Regions from separate parts of the Rattus norvegicus genome. Here region 2 is linked to region 1. Evidence: chromatin contacts called from public Hi-C data. All regions are on one chromosome and are shown on one strand. The core of a region is the stretch at or near the end of the contact, and the rest is flanking DNA. Distances in the headings are between cores, read along the strand shown.

What was found. Hi-C and Micro-C count contacts between places; a contact is called where the count stands out from the background.
Region 2: a contact with region 1 is called in a Hi-C map of Schwann cells, with 4 times the contacts expected there. The contact joins two enhancer-like sites. A contact is called at or near these places in 2 of 12 Hi-C or Micro-C datasets (Schwann cells and mammary epithelial cells).

The regions. Positions count from the first base shown.
Region 1 is chr1:176,022,450-176,025,152 of GRCr8, reverse strand. The region is part of intron 1 of Parva (parvin, alpha); the gene reads right to left. Among named protein-coding and RNA genes, the nearest start is that of Parva, 42 kb to the right of the region's middle. Within about 2 kb of position 1,277, at least 8 of the 93 cell types and tissues checked have an H3K27ac peak or open chromatin away from gene starts, as enhancers often do. A contact at or near this core is called in Schwann cells, where this site is marked.
Region 2 is chr1:176,340,925-176,343,624 of GRCr8, reverse strand. The region is part of intron 2 of Tead1 (TEA domain transcription factor 1); the gene reads right to left. Among named protein-coding and RNA genes, the nearest start is that of Tead1, 120 kb to the right of the region's middle. Within about 2 kb of position 1,299, at least 9 of the 93 cell types and tissues checked have an H3K27ac peak or open chromatin away from gene starts, as enhancers often do. A contact at or near this core is called in Schwann cells, where this site is marked.

The sequences.
Region 1 (2,703 bases), core at 28-2,527:
ATACAGTCTTGTTTTGACTTTGGTTGTCTGCTACACAAAAGCCCATGTGGCAGGGGTACTGGGGGGTATACATGCCTCACAGTTTTCTGCAAGATTAGACTTAGCGACCTACCTTCCAACCTTCCATCCTTCTGTCCTCATTGCCTCCTAGCTCCTATCCTCTTTCTCTCCCCTGCTTTTCCTTTCTTGTTCTTCTTCATTATCATCACCATCACCATCACCATCATCATCATATAATCATCATCACCACCATCATCACTATCACCACCATCATTGTCACCACCACCATCACCACCACCATCACCATCACCACCACCACCACCATCATCACTATCATCACATCATCATCATATAATCATCATCACTACCACCACCATCATTGCCACCACCACCACCACCACCACCACCACCACCATCATCATGACATCATCATCACCATCATCGTATGAGTGTGAATTATCACTGTGTGAGCATGAGTGCAAGTGTAGACACACATGTGAAGGTTGGGGAACAGTTTGGGCAGTTGGTTCTCTGCTACCTTGGGTTCTAGGGATGGAACTCAGGTCCTCAGGCTTATTCAGCAAACACTTATCCCCCCTGGCCTGAGAAACCTGGTCTCCAGCAATCCTCTAGCTCCACTTCTAAAGCAGCTGGGAATACAGTCTGTGCTCTTGCTCTCTATGTCTCTGTCTCTGTCTCTGTCTCTGTCTCTGCCTCTCTCTGTCTCTGTCTGTCTCTGTCTCTGTCTCTGTCTCTCTCTCTCTCTCTCAACATGGCCTCCCGGATCCCACATTGCCCTTGGACTTGCTATGTAGCTAAGGATGACTTTGAACCGATCCCCTTGCCTTCACCTCCTGAGGGCTGGATTACAGGGTGTCCACCACGCCTGGTTTATGCTGAGGGTCAAAGCCACGGCTTCCTGCAGGACAGACAAACATTTGCCAACTGAGCAGTGTCCCCTGCCCCAAGCCTGTTCCTCCTCTCTTTCACCTTTGTCCCTTCTTCCTGGCAGGCCTCTTCCCTTCTGGGAGAGTGAGGGCTCTGTACAGGGAGACCTTGTAGAGTTGGGCAAAAGTTTCAGCTACACAGGAATGTCCGTAAACCCTTGAGTTTAGGGTATTTGTGATTTCAGTTCTGAGGAACTGGGATTGCTTTGAAGTCCCCTGACTCATCTTTCTCATAACCTATTTCCTGTAAATGAGGCACTTGTTTGGGTCAGGGATGGTGTCATACAGCATCTCCTTCAGAGTGGCCAGGGATCATCTGAACAGGGCCCCTTACATACATGAACTAGAGCAAGATGCTCACTGGCTGACTCTGCAATCTTCAGAGTTGCTGGAGCGGCTCTAACAGCCGCCTCGAATTCATAATACGAAACACATGCTCCATCTGCCTGCTAATGGTGACAAAGCCATTTGTGTTCGGCGTGGTCACAATCGTTCTACAGATGAAAATCTTTCTAAAACTCATCACCCGGGCTGTTCAATCATCCTCACCAAGTGGGAAGATTCCTCTTCTCCCAGCACCCACACCCGCCCGCAGCGCACCACGTAAGACCTCTGCCAAAGCAGCCGCCGGTTCGGCATGAGGCATCGTGCAGCTGAAAAGGGGGAACAGAGTAGAAACAGTTCACCCAAGTTTTCAAACTCTCTGCTCCTAATAAGGCAGGCAAAGATCAGTGCCAGTAGCTAAAGTGGAGAAGAACTGCGCCTTTCCCTGGGGATCCTGGGAGCTAGGCACGACTCCCCTGGGTTTCAAAAACCAAATCAATCGTCTGCTTCGTTAAGGAAAAAAAATAAATTGAAAAAAGGACTGTTATCAGCAAAATGTTAAATCTTTCTCTTTTTTCCTTCTGGCTGGAAACAGAACGATATTTCTTTGATACCTGAAATGAAAGTTGAATCATATTAATGCTGAATTTTACTACTGTCATATTTCAAAATGAAATTAGCCCAACATTTATGCTTCCAATGAAGATCTGGGCTAATATGTACTGCAGTCCACAGAATGTCTTAGGTTCAGATGACGCAAAGGCCAGTCCCCCTCTGAGAATAAACACTGGCTAATCCTCTCCCTGTCCCCCACAAATAAATCTAAGCGGCAGTGACATCAGAGAGAGCTGTCCCATTACCGAAGCACAGCTGGGGGGGGGGAGGGGCGCTGACCGGCAGTGATGCTACGGACTGATGAGGGTGGTAACGCTGAAATGTAGAGCTGTCGGAACGCAGCTTGCTCCTACAGCCTGAAGCGAAAGCCCTGTGAGAACGACTGGCATGCGGCAGGCCAGTTTCTCTCTCGTCCCTTCTGCCACACTCCAGGCTTCTCATCCCACCTTTGCTCTCAGATACACAATGCCTTTGGGTGACATGGAGAACCACGAACGGGTTCCACCTTCTCCAGATGAAGTCGTGATGCTGACTTACTGTCCTCGGCTAGTTACATCAGCAAGGCATTTTGTAGGGCGGGGAGAGCAAGTAGTCAAGCCAGGATGTCTGGGGCCTACGGTATGTGACACTGTATGTCTAGCCTTCCGTTCTCCCTCTGTGGTGAGACTTCTTGTTTTGGAGAGAACATCTCTCCACCCAGAAGCCTTCGTGTTACTAAGCTTGGCGGAGTCTCTCCGGGCCCAATCATTAGATACCACTAACATCAAAACCCAGGTCAGCCATGATCCTCAGATTCCTCACCATCCAAGTCCCACAT
Region 2 (2,700 bases), core at 50-2,549, 320 kb before region 1:
CTGACTTGTAAACCTCTGAGATCATGGTTTGGGTGAGAAGGAAGACGCTTTGGGAGTGGGATAAGAGGGAAGGACATACAACTGTGTCTTTCTTCTCACAAGACAAAGTGCTATTAAACCAGAGCTCTAGATGGCCTGCGGGTGAACAGAGTGGGGGTGACATAGAGCCATAAGGGTTCCATGAAGAGCCTGCTCTCCCTCCCTGACAGCAACGGGGTCTGGGGGACTGAAGGAAATTATTGTAAGGCAAGAGCCTTGAGCATTCGGTATTCAAACTGGGCCATGACCCATCCACATCACACTTTTCCTTTTAAGACCTTTGTCCCATGGCTCTGCACTGATGAAGGATTTTAAATGGGGTGGCATACAGCACCCTTCATAAGCTGTCATCATGACCCCTCAGCCGATTCACCCCCTTCTCTGACTACACGGGGCTGAGCGCCCAAAGACTGGCTCACTGGGTCCTTTAGTAACAGTAAGGGTGAGAAGCTATCACTCCCCTCAAGAAACTCCCATCAGAGCAAGAAGAATGTGTTAGCATTCAAGAAGCAGTAAAAGCAAGCCATTTCCTTGTCGGGGGGGGGGGGGGGGGGGGGCCGTCTTGATGCATTAAGTCCAATGCTGTAAAACTAACCCAATGGATGACAAAGTGAGGCTACTCCTTTAGGCTTCCATTCTCCTATAACATACACAGAACTAAGATGAGAGAAACAGAGTGTAATGTGTAAATGAAGGATTAGAGGGCTGGAGACATCCAACATGACACTTGTCCACTGTGATTCCCCAGTACAGGAGAGGAAGAGGAGGAGGATAACAAAGGGAGGAGAATAATAGAGGGGACTGAAAGGAAGGGAAAAAGTAAACAAATATCCAAATATGTAGCCAATTTAAAAAAAAAATGTTAAGTCCCCTAAGTGCCAGCAATAATGCCACCACCGTGTAGCCATCCTGTACCAGGGAGATGCAAGCCTGGCTTTCACCAGCTTCCCACCTGCATGGCACACATTGCCCACTGTCTACATCTTCGTCAAGATCTACCCCAGGTTACCCAAGACTGTGTCAGTTTCAAAGTTCAGGTTCTCTGTTCTCTAGAAAACCTCAGTGATGTCCAGAGGCCTACGAAGCTCCCAGACTTCCAACAATGAAAGCCTGGAAGTCCACAGCCTGTATGTCTGCTTCCTACTTGTCTTCTCCCAAAACCTGAGAGGACTCAGTTGTTTCACACTGGTACCAAGTCAGCGTTCAGCTGAGTCATATGGGCTTTCTCATTTCACCACTGAGCTGATAAAGGTTACAAGAATTTCCGGTGCAATTCTGAATGGCATCTGCACACCCCAGCTTGTGAGTGCCCCGCGGATATTTCACACTGCTCTGGCTCTATGTCTCCTCCCTGTTCTCTAAGCTTGAGAAACCCATTGATAATGAATCTCACTTGACAGCTCAGGCAATGATGGTGGGGAGTCCACACAGGAGGGCAACTCTATGGAGTCAGATGTTACAAAGGGTTTACATACCCAAGAAGCTGGACACCTTGAGTCATGACTAAATGACTCCATTCACCTCCAAGGCTGTCTGTCATATTTCCAGGACACTCTCAAGTCTTACTGCAATTTTTTTGTCTCTGGAAGAGTTTAATAGGGTGTGGAATGTCAGAACTATACAGACCTCATCTGTGTATACACTTGCCTATGTATTAGATAGTACTGACTGGGGATCGGGATAACTTGCTTCTTCAATGGCTTCTCCACCTTATTTTTTTAAACAAGATCTCACTGGACTCCCCTCTCTCTCTGAACTAGACTGCCTGGTCGGTGATTAAGGTCCCAGGGATGCCCCTGTTTCCTTATGCCAGTGCTGGGGTTTCTAGATCCATTCTAGAGAATGCCACAATGGCATTTCCTGAGTTCTAGGGATTGGAGTAAGTCCTTCATTGCTTGTGCGGCAAGCACTTTTCCCACTGTTCTATTTTCCCCAGCTCCAAAAAACAGAGTCTCTCAGAGATAAGTGGTACCCTGAGCACTGCAGTTGGGCACTGTGAACTCTGTGGATGAAAGTGCATGTGCACTTTCGCCATCACAGGAGTTTGGGGCAAAGGTTAAAAATCAAAGGTGTTAGGGGCTGGGGATTTAGCTCAGTGGTAGAGCGCTTACCTAGGAAGCGCAAGGCCCTGGGTTCGGTCCCCAGCTCCGAAAAAAAAGAACAAAAAAAAAAAAAAAATCAAAGGTGTTTAATGGCTATCGTACAGTCCTACCCACATGTATGAGAAATAATGAGAATGTGTCTTCTAATTTCCTATAGGTTGCCTGCCAAATTCCTGCCTTCTTCCTAGGACAGAATCTGTAGTGTTTTCTTTGCCGCACTGATATACCCTGTGTCATTATAAACAAATGCTGCTTTCTTTGCAGCTAATAACCACAATGTGTGGGTAAGAAACCTCTCCAGTATAAATCCGTGGGGACAAGGCTGCATTGTGGACATTAAATAATTATAACAATCTGACATGAGTCAGAGGATTGTTTCTCAATGGCCCAACTGCACTTCTAACGTTAAAGTCAACCCGAAACCCTCTTTTCCTGGCACTCTGTCCATGCGCTCCACTATTGGGAAACAATTCCCATTCTTTATAGCTGAGTCCCATTGCAAGAAGCTGGCAACGTGGGCATTCATGAAATATTAACATGATACATTGATTTTTTTTTA